Linked DNA regions of Sus scrofa: all the other regions are linked to region 1. Evidence: chromatin contacts called from public Hi-C and HiChIP or PLAC-seq data. All regions are on one chromosome and are shown on one strand. The core of a region is the stretch at or near the end of the contact, and the rest is flanking DNA. Distances in the headings are between cores, read along the strand shown.

Region 1 (3,540 bases), core at 503-3,002:
GAGCGAGGCCAGGGATGGAACCCGTGTCCTCATGGATCCTCGTCGGGTTTGTTAACCGCTGAGCCATGACAGGAACTCCTGGAGTTAGGAGGGTTCATTAAGATGAGTCAGCACTTGGAACAATACCTGATACGTAGGGATGGATCCATGAATGTTCCCTGTTGTTGTACATGGAGGGGACGGAGGAGACCAAGTCCAATGTGACCTGGGGAATAAAGGAAATACAGATTGTAAAGTTAGAACGAAACTTAAGAGGGCTGTTAAGTGTCCAAGTTAGTCTGGACTTCATTCAGGCAATAAAGGCCCATTTCAGGTTCTTGAATAGAGATTGACACTGATTAATTATAAACTGGAAATGATGGAAACAAATGAACTCCTGCGGTAGCTTTAAATTATACCAGGGAAGGCTATTCTTGAATAATGACTCCTCTCCTCTCCCGCTTCCACCCCCAAAATGGTATTCTTTGAAGTAGAAAGAGAGGGACAGACCACATATCTGGTCATCTTCCCACTCAGATCTCTCAACCTTCGTCCCCTGAAATCACTTGGTCGGTCGGTGGGGAGGCTGGCACTTGGGGTTTCCGCTGGTCATTCTGGCTTTTTAAATAAGTAGGCACAGCTACGTTCTGAAGTGACTGGGCTCATTGTTTGGGCTGCCTGTCTAAGCCCACATGGGCTGCCCTCACCCCACCCACACCCACCCACAGGCAGGCCCAGTCAATTGGGCATCACCCCACAGCTCTCCACCAAGCTCTAAAGGGCCATGCCCTGATTCCTAGGGTCACCAGATAAGCGGGTGTGTCGGGAGGAGATGAGTGGGCGTTAACATGAGACCCCACCGAGCTTCATTCCTTCCGAGCTGGGCTTTAGAGAATCAAGGAAATGACTGAAGAAAAGCAGCCTGCGTTCTGGAGATGCTAATGAGAGTGGCAATTAGCATAAATGCAATTTTGACACGTGTGGAAGTTCTTTGGTGCAGAGGACCCCCAAACACTGGGCCCAGGAGAAGGCGGGTGCGGTGGTCCTGTTAAGTGCTTTGTGAGAGGAGAAGTCACTGCAGCACAAACTGTGTGGGGCCAATTCCTGGGGGAAAAAATCTTAATGCATGTTTCTCAGCCTGTGGATCCAGGAAAAAAAAAAGACCACAGACTCTGACAGATGTAATGGGAAATAATTCCTTTGAATCTGTGATTTGCTTAGCAGAAAAAAAAAAAAGGAAGTCAGGTAATCCTTAAGTGACCCCAAGTGGTAAAAATATCCCGGCATCATGTTTAGGTCTTTGTGGGTGTTCACGGTGTGACGTCAGCGCCACCTGGTGCACCAGACTGGAAATGACAGACCCAGGAGAGCGGGTGGAGAGGCAGGCGGGCCGCCTTCGTGCCATTTCTCCTGGGGCTGGGTTGTGAGCCAACTGTGGGGAAATGAATAAAAATTTATGGAGGGAAGCATATGATAGAGTTTGTTATTACAACCAACAGAACTAACACCAATATTTTAAGTGAACGGTGTTTAATGATACGGCGTATAACCCAGTGTCTCCAAATTGCTAGCTTTTCCGAGCCAAATAAAATACCTCAAGCTTCCAGCCTGTGACTACAGGTTAGCCAGTTTTCTCTCAAATACGGCTCTGAAGTCGTGGGAGTGCCTGCAAAGCCCGATTGCCCCAAGCCTGACGTCACCTCGCTGAGCTTCGGTCTGGAGGACCGCTCCAGAGGGTTTTCTCGTGCGTTCCTGGCGTTTCATGGTAATTTCCCACAGGACAGGGTCCTAACCCATTTCCACACCCTCCGTCACCACTCCGTCCAAACACAGAGCCCCCCTGTTCTCCCCAGGCCATGCCAACACATCTAACTGCTTAACCCTTGGGCAACATTTGAGGATTTCAGGGGAATCACATGGTAAAAACCAAAACTCATCATCAGACACCATAGCTCCCACGAGACTCAGCCGACGCCACACTACTGGCCAGTTCTCTACAACCTCCGCCCTGAGGACTTCATTCTGATCAGGATTTCCCATGCTAGGCTCTCTCCCCTGAGACTCTGATCCACCGTAAAAAGTGGAACACCCTTACCATCTAATCACTGCCTGGCTGCCTCTTCAAAGTCTGCTTGGCAGCAGTAAGTATTTATTCTTTGATTGCAATTTAAATGAAAGCAACATACAGCCAACAGCCAACCAGAGGCTTTTCTGGTGCACAGGATGAGTTACCAGGCTGGGGAAGGAGTTTTTAGGGTAATAATAAGTGAAGCCAATGGTCTCCAGAAGCCTATAAAGTGACTCTGTCTAAAGCAGAGGAAATGTTTTAAATAAAAACCAAGTGGCAAAAAGAAGAGAAATTAAAATGCCAAATGGGTTCTGAAAAACTGAAGCATCCTTAAAAGACTGAAGCCCCAACGTAACTATTTTAAAAGGAACTGAACTCAGGTCTACAAAATTCATTTTTAAAATAACCTTACTGTTTCTCAGAAATGTGGTATGGTACCATTTTTATCAAAGTTTCTCTCTATAAGAACTTCTGCACAGTGCAATAGCAAGGCTTCCAGCCTGAATCTAAACGACGTTGAACTTAGTTCACCCAGCAGCCAGGGCATGTGCCAGGGGCACACAGTAATTTGCAGCTGGATCAAGAAACATCTAGTCAGGCTGTTTAAAGCAGCCACTCTGAACCCTGGCAGTACATTAGCAGCTCCTAGAGTACCAGGGCCCCCTCCAGAATAACAGAATTTCTGGAGATGAAGTACAAGGGAGCTTTTAAAGCTCCCCAAGGTGGTCCCAGTGCAGAGCCAGGGCTGAGAACCACTAACCTAAGGGAAGGAAGAGGGCCTGCCTGGGAAGACAGGTGGCTCTGGTACTTTGAGCATCTCACTCAGGTGTCCTTTTCAGCCACCTGGCCTGAGTCTTGGGGTGAAAGACTGCAGAGAGAATGAAAGCTTTAAGAGCCATTTCTTCATAGCGTTTCTTTTTTTTCTCCTCTTTTCCCTTCCTTCCTTTTCTCTCTCCCGTTTCTTTCTTTTGCCACACCCACCACATGCACAAGTTCTCAGGCCAGGAATTGAACCCAAACCACAGCGGAGACCTGTGCCAACACCAGATCCTTAGCCGGCTGAGTCACCAGGACTCCTCCGAGTGTTTGTTGATTTGTAGTTGGAAGAGCATCTACATCACAGTCTTCTGAGGAGCTCCTTCAAGTGCCGATTCCAGGTCCCACCTTCGACCTCAAGTTCTCCTGCAAGCGACTTAGCTCTTAGAAGTCGGTAGCATTGCTGGGATCAGCTCCAGGCCTGTGTGACTCCAGGCTCTTTCCAACCACCCCCCAGCACTTCGACCAAAGTGGACTCTCTGTCCTCCGAAAAGGCAGAGCTTTAGATGGTTTTAATGAAAGGGAAGTATTTAAATCGACAGAACGGAAAACAACAGTAAAAATCCCCCCCCACTCCTCCCACCAAAGGAATCCTCTATCAACGCCTCTGCGGGAGCAAACATTCTCCCTCCCTTTCCTTCCTGTTCCGCTACATTTTTTCCCTCTAACAAATATTC
Region 2 (3,540 bases), core at 466-2,965, 270 kb before region 1:
AGGGGGCATGCAGATGCGGGGGGTGGTGGCAGGCTCTGCAACTTTGGAAACTGCCATTTCATTCACACAAGGCAACGCCTGGGGGAGGGGGCTGTTCAAGGCTGCAGAATTCTAGCTCCCACCAGCTCGCCGACAATCCCGGTTGCACCCAAGTAGGGCCAGCTGCTCCAAGGAAGCCCCAGGCTCCAACCCAGGTACCGGGCACCGGCTTTGGAGTGCCCTCGGTCCCCGCTTTGTAAAATTGCAACCTGGGGAGCGCAAGCGATAGTGGGGGATTGAGGAAACTTTGCAAATGGAAAAATCCTTTCTCTAGACCGAGACCAACAACAGGCACCCAAATCCAGACACCCCCCCCCAACTGAGCAGACGCCCCCGGCATCCACCCGCTGCAGGGGGAGTACTGCCAATAGCTGGTTTTGAACCCCTCTAACCCACTCCCCCACTGTTTCAAACCCCCAACAACGTCCTCTTCCTGGGAGAGAGGAGCGCCTGGACCCCAGTTCCCGGCAATGATTTAGGGGCACCAGCGCGGGGAGGGTCGCCGGGAGAACCGCGTCTCCTCCAAGCTGGAGCAGCCTGGAGCAGCCGTGACCCAGATTACCACCGTGACGGCCTCGCCCTGCTTAACCCTCCCTTCTTCCTCTGGGGGCGACCTTTGGAGAAGAACCCAGCTTTGGAGTGGGGGCGCACCGGCTCCCCGTCAGCTCAATTGCAGACAAATGTTCTAGAGAAGGGTGAATTTCTTTTCGACGAAGCCATTACAACCCCCTGGCAAGGGCAGTAAAAGGATTAGGGCGGGTCTCTCCCAGCCCGGGAGGCTTCGGGACTGGAACTGGCTTTTCAGGGGAACCCCCGAGATGGTTTTGTTTCCGAAGCAGAAACAGTCCCCCGGGCATATTCGGGCGCCCTGTGCGCCAGCCGCGATCCTGTCCAGGGTTTGCCTTCCCGCCGCGCTATAGCCGCTCCGGGGGCGCCGGGCTGTTTGCAACCCCCGCTTCTTACCTCCCGCCGACTGCCGGGGATCCAGAGGCGATTCTTTGCGGGGGGTCCCGGGGTGGCCAGGGGGCGGGGGGTGGTCCTCGGGTGACTGCAGTCTGTGCGCGCTTGCGCCTGGCTAGCGCTCGCTCGGCTCCAACCCAGTTCCCAGGAGCCCCCCGCATCCACCCTGCGCGTCCAGACAGATGACTGTCACTGGCTGCGCTTTGAAGCTCGGGGGATATTATTAACTGAAAAATCTGACACACCCGGGGGGCGGGGAGAGAAGGGGGCTGCGGCACAGACAAGGGGGAGGGAGAACGGCAGAGGAAAGCGGCTTTACCCCGCCCTCTTGATTTCCATAAAAATCAGGGGAGGCGCCAAGGCTTTCGCGCCAAAAGCCACTTGCTTTTCTTCTTTGCAGAGAGGAGGCTGCAAAGCTGGGAAGCCCGGGGCGTGCTCCTCCCGCCCTTTTAGGCCCCCGAGCTTGCACCCGGTGCACTCTGCGGACCAGCTGCGCGCCGAGTGGTGCAATGCAGCACCCACCCGGCGGGCCTGGCAATTGCTTAGCATTAAAAAAAAATTTTTTCCGGAGGGTTCCGGGGGTGTTGTTGGGATTGGGGGAGTGGTTCCGAGCCTCCTAACCCAGCCTCCACCTCGACTGCGTTAGTGTGCTGCTGAGCGCCAGGCCAAGGTCCAGCCGGCCCGTGCGGGGGGTTGGGGGCTGCTTAAGAGCTGTCTCTATCTGCTTAAAGCTGGACCCAGGGAACGAGGTGGGAGGGAGAGGACGCGCCCATTTAGGAGCGAGACCGCAGAAGATTTCTAGTTTTAAATTGAAAGGAGAGGGGCGCCCCCTTGTTTGAAAATAAATAAATAACTGCGGGCTAGGAGGGTGGCGTCGCGGTGTTTTCTCCGGCCGAAGGCGACACCTCGCGGAGACCGAGCAGAAAGCGGAGCTGCCGGGCCGGTCTCGGGGGTCCGAGCGGGGCCACCCGCCGCCCCTGCCGCCCTGTCAACCTGTCATCACCGCCGCACGGGAGGTGGCGGCTCGGTTCGGCTCGGCTTCCGAAGGGAATGGGTGGCCGCCGTTCCCCAGGGTTCCCAAGTCAGCCTTTCAAAGCCAGCGATTTCCCGAATTCCAGGGGGACGGATCAGGTTCTCGGAGGAATTGCCAGGCACACCTCCTGGAGCCCAAACCTCGACATGGAAACCTTGGCTTCAAATTGCTGGAAGCAAAAAGGCCAGCGGCTAGCGCTACTGGGCCTCTTTGTGCCTGGGTCTCTTCAGTTGTGAAATGGAGTTAGTACTGGTGTTTACCTCATAGGGTGGTTGTGAGAACTAATTTCGAAAGCGCTCGGAACGGTGCCCAGCGCGGGACAAGTGTTGAGTGTCAGCTATTGTTATTGACAGATCCTGATAGATCCTTCTGGGGAAATTAACACCCACCCCACCGCTGCTATCAAATCCTCACGTCGCTCAGGTCTAGCTTTCCTGCAGGTGTGTGTGCGTTGGGGGGGGGGGTGTTCCACCATCCTAGCCCCTGTCCCCAAACTCCCCAGGAACAGCTGGAGCCTCCCCAGCAGCCCCCTTCGCCACCAAATACACAACGGAAGTGGAATTTCCTCTGGAAAAATGTTCCTCCCGGGGTGAAGGGTTGCTCTCCTAGCCCCCCAGATGGGGGTGGGAGAGCTTCTCCCACCTCCTTTTTCCCCAAGCTGGAATGCCACTCCTCCTGGTCATTCGCCTCTGCATTCAAACCAGTCACGGAGGAGGCTGTGGAGGGTCGGGGGCAGCCTGTAAGACGCTCCCCTATTAGCATTTGTGAAGGCTCTTCCAGCCTTTACCCTGGGTGCCTACATAATTCTGGGGAGAAAGTCAGGTTCCCAGAGTTCTAGGAAGTGGCCCATGAATGAGGATGAGCGGCTCTCCCAAACGCCTTTCTTATTATTATTTCCTTCCCATATGGAAAGCTCTAAACCTTTGCAAAAGCCTTTCAGCACCCCCCGACTTTTGCCTTTCCCTAACCCCTTAATCTAAACCTAGCCCTCCCGCTGCATTCATCCCAAGGATCCTGGATTTCCCTACACAACGCTTACCTTCTTTTGTAATTATATTTGCCTGAGAAGTTTCCTTTCAGGACCGTTTCCCCCGCACCCCCCATCCCCGACCTGTGGGGAAAGAGGCTGGGTCTTCCTCGCCGTCTTCAGGCCTGCTGTGTCTGTTTTGCTCAGGGAGGTGTCCTCAGAGCAAAGCAGCTGGTTATCCATACACGGTACGTTGTCCTGGAATAAGTCCTTCTGAAGAAGCCAAAGAAGCTTCAAAGAGTTTCTGCTTATCGGCCACAGAGGGAAAGACATGAATGCCGACCCTCAGATCCTCAGCAGCCCCAGGAAAGGCCCTCCGAATTGCCTGCCCCACTTTTTTTTTTACCAAAACAGCAGGAGGACTGTTACATTCACGGGCCCTGTAGCTACATGGAAAAGTCCTACCATGGGAGTTCCCATTGTGGCTCAGTGGTTAACGAACCCGACTAGGAACCATGGGGTTGCAGGTTCGATCCCTGGC
Region 3 (3,368 bases), core at 550-3,049, 390 kb before region 1:
CAGTTGTAACCACAGAAAAGTTCAGGAGTTTCTGTTGTGGCTCAGCAGGTTAAGAACCTGACTAGCATCCGTGACATTGTAGGTTTGATCCCTGGCCTTGTTCAGTGGGTTAAGGGTCCTGAGTTGCCACAAGCTACAATATAGGTCACAGATGCAACTCAGATCCCAACTCTGCTGTGTTGCTGTGGCTGTAGCATAGGCTGGCAGCTGTCCCTCCAATTTGACCCCTAGCTTGGGAACTTCCAAATGCCACAGGTGTGACCCTAAAAAAAAAAAAAAAAAAAAAAAAAAAAAAAAAAATCCAGTGGAAAAGTGCAGAGGGCAATAGAAGTCTGGAGGAGAAAGCATTTTTCCCTGCTTCAAGAGATAGAGATGCATCACAGAGGAGGAAGCTTTTCCATTGGATTTTGAAGGATGAATAGGAGTTCTTTTGTCCAGAAAAGCACTGCAGTTGTGAAGATCTTTGCTGAAGAATCTCAGAGACTGTGGTGATGCTTGGCACTGAGAAGACACTTAGAAACTGTTGCATTATAGGACATGCAGACTCAATCCCACGACAGGGGAAAGAAGGTGTCATTCTTGCTCCTCTGCCTCAAATCTGGAGACCAGTTGGAATCCCTTGGGGAGTCTTTAAAAATGCTGGCGTTTTCTCGCACCCCCAGAGATCCTGAGGTCATTGGCCTGAGATGCTGCCTAGTCACCGGAACTTTCAAAAGTGCCCCAGGTGATTTCAGTGTGTAGCTATAGGGAGTTCCCATTATGGCTCAGCAGTAATGAACCCAACTAGTATCCATGAGGATGCAGGTTCAACCCCTGGCCTCACTCAGTGCATTAAGGATCCAGTGTTGCCATGAGCTGTGGTGTAGGTCAGATGTGGCTTGGATCTGGCGTGGCTGTGGCTGTGGTGTTGGCCGTCCGCTACAGTTCTAAGCCTAGAACTTCCACATGCTACGCCCTAAAAAGACAAAAAAAAAAAAAAAAAAAAAAAAAAATCGCAGCTATGTTCCAGAACGTCGAATTTAGACCAACCCTTCTCAAATTTAATGTGCAAATCCACCCAGGAGATCATATTAAAATGCAGCTTCGGATGCAGCAAGTCTGGGGCGGGGCCTGAGCTTCTGCCTCTCCAGCAAGTTCCTGGTAATTCCTGTGCTGCGGATCCTGGGACCACCCTTGCAGAAGCAGGTCTCTGAGGCTGAATCCCAGCATTTTGCCTGCCCCCGGGGGGTGGCGGGAGGAAGGGTCATGATTCCACTCTCCCCGGCGGGCACTAAGCTTTAGTGCCGCATTGGGAGGGGGCTGGGGGCCGGGCTGGGCAGTCAAGGCCACGGGGGTGCACGGAGTGGGGGTGGGGAACGATGGGAACTTAACTGTTTACCCACGTTTTAAGAGCTGGCCCTGGCATACCTGTCCCGCCAGCTGCCCGCCTGCCGGGCTGCGCTCAAGGCCGAGGAGCCGCGGAGGGGGCCGCGGGGCGAGCCTCCGGACGGCCCAGCGCGGAGCGGGGGCAGCGGCAGCGGCTGCGGCTGCTCTGCGCCTTCTGGGGGAACATTGTTCTGGGTTTTTTCTTTTCTTCTCTTCAAACAAGCCCTTCCCAGCGCTGGCCACATAACCCTAAACAAGGCCTCTCAGTGCTGTTGACACAAAGGCACAAATGGTGTCATTCCAGCCCAGAGATAAAACTCTGATCCTCCCGTGATGGGGGCGCATTTCCTCTCGGGAAGAACACCAGCGCGTCGGGCGATTCAACAAGCCCGGTCTAAGCCCTGCCCTCCGGCGAGGCTCCGGTTTTCTGTTGTTTGGGGTGGATTTCTTTCTCCCCAAAGCTCTGCTTGTCTCCTGTGCCTCCGTCAGCAGATATGTCAGCCCCAGACAATGGCCTCTTTCTGCAGACAATGGTCAGCGTGAGGAATGTCGCAGGAGGGCAGAGCTTGAGAAGGGACAATCAGCTTTCAGAATCCAGTGGCCGAGTGGGTGCTGCAGGGAGGGTCCCGCTGTCACCAGGGCAGCCTCCTCAAAGGCACCATTTATAGGACACGCAGCCCCAGAAAAATGGATGCTTTGGGCATCAGAGGGCCCTTACTTAGCTCACCGCGGCTGCAGGGCTGCAGGGCTGCAGGCTGACTCCCTTACCCGCTTTATCGGCCTCCGGAGGCTCCTGCAGCCACAGCCCCTGCCCTGCAGACTTTGTTTAATGAAAAAACAAACAGTCACCCCCAAATTAGACCACAGCCGGCTGTTCCCGCACTGCCCCTCCTGCAGTACCCAGCCTGGGCCTCTATTGGCCAGCTCTCCAGAAAAGAAAGGGCTTATTCATCCCCCCAAAGGTGGAAACTCGCTTTCTCCGGGGGAAATTGTGTAACCGTTTTGTAGTGGAATCGACTCTAGTCCTCAAGGTCTTTTGGAAAAAGAAAAACAGATAAGGGGGTGGAGGTTGGAGCCAGAGCTGGCAGCCTTCTCGTTGGATCTGCTCTCTGCCGAATGATTTTCCTGACAGAGGCCGTAGGACTGGACATCGCGCGAGCTGGTCCCTGGGTTCCAGGGACCCTCGCTGCCATTGGGAAAGAAAAGAACATTTTTTGAGCAGGTGGCCGTGCACTCATTCATTCGGTCTGGTAGCACAATGCCTGACACATAGTAGGTGCTTATATCTGCGTGTGGAATGAATGAAACGATTTGTAATTTCTGATTCTCTCTCTCCCCACTTAAAAAAATCTTCAGTAGCTCCCCCTTGCCTATAGTATAAATTTCAGTTTCCTTAATATCGCCTAACTTGTCACCTGGCATCTCAAATGACTCTCCAACCTCATAATCCCTCCTTTTCTCCCCTCCATGCCCCCCCAACACCCCCCCCAACACACACACATGTTGCTGCTGTTTCCTGAATCAAAGCAGGGACCCTAGGCTGTCCCTAAGCCTTTCCCCAGCTTCTTCCCATCCAGACTCACCCCTAGTGCTTGTTCCTCCTCTTAAAAGCCATCATGACCAACTGAGGTGACCATTTTAGAAGTGTACAGATATGTTAAAACTTATCCAATTATTCATTTTAAATAGGCTCAATTTTTGTATGTCAATTATACCGCACTAAAACTGTCATAAAAATGAATAAAAACAACAACAAAGCCATCACGATGCTTCCTCTTCCATGGCCTTGCTCTTGTATGTGGCCCTAGCGTGACATTTACCACCATGTTATATTTATCTGTCTCAACCACACCTGGACTCCTGGACAGCGGGGACGATGTCTGATTGAGCCCCATGTGCCGAGCTGAGGTCCAGCGTCTGGTCCATCATGAGTTCTTAGGAAGCAGGGGACCAGCTAGCCCTGGTGTGCCCAGGACAGTCCTCACTTTAGCACTCGAAGTCCC

What was found. Hi-C and Micro-C count contacts between places; a contact is called where the count stands out from the background. HiChIP or PLAC-seq counts read pairs in DNA pulled down with a chosen protein or histone mark.
Region 2: an H3K27ac HiChIP or PLAC-seq map of skeletal muscle shows a contact between it and region 1, with 7 times the contacts expected there. The contact joins the promoter of MYCN here to the enhancer-like site in region 1. A contact is called at or near these places in 15 of 47 Hi-C or Micro-C datasets (alveolar macrophages, embryonic fibroblasts, epiblast stem cells and 10 more) and 1 of 2 datasets of contacts at active chromatin or transcription factors (skeletal muscle).
Region 3: a Hi-C map of skeletal muscle shows a contact between it and region 1, with 7 times the contacts expected there. The contact joins two enhancer-like sites. A contact is called at or near these places in 3 of 47 Hi-C or Micro-C datasets (embryonic fibroblasts, epiblast stem cells and skeletal muscle).

Annotation. Positions count from the first base shown.
Region 1 is chr3:121,814,324-121,817,863 of Sscrofa11.1, forward strand. No RefSeq gene overlaps it. Among named protein-coding and RNA genes, the nearest start is that of DDX1, 41 kb to the right of the region's middle. Within about 2 kb of position 1,753, at least 15 of the 83 cell types and tissues checked have an H3K27ac peak or open chromatin away from gene starts, as enhancers often do. A contact at or near this core is called in embryonic fibroblasts, mesenteric adipose tissue, omental adipose tissue and 1 more, where this site is marked.
Region 2 is chr3:121,547,963-121,551,502 of Sscrofa11.1, forward strand. MYCN (N-myc proto-oncogene protein) reads right to left here and starts at 1,716. Exons shown (of 3, transcript XM_003125346.4): 1 at 1,003-1,716. It also overlaps the pseudogene LOC110260051.
Region 3 is chr3:121,427,937-121,431,304 of Sscrofa11.1, forward strand. No RefSeq gene overlaps it. Among named protein-coding and RNA genes, the nearest start is that of MYCN, 120 kb to the right of the region's middle. Within about 2 kb of position 1,800, at least 29 of the 83 cell types and tissues checked have an H3K27ac peak or open chromatin away from gene starts, as enhancers often do. A contact at or near this core is called in skeletal muscle, where this site is marked.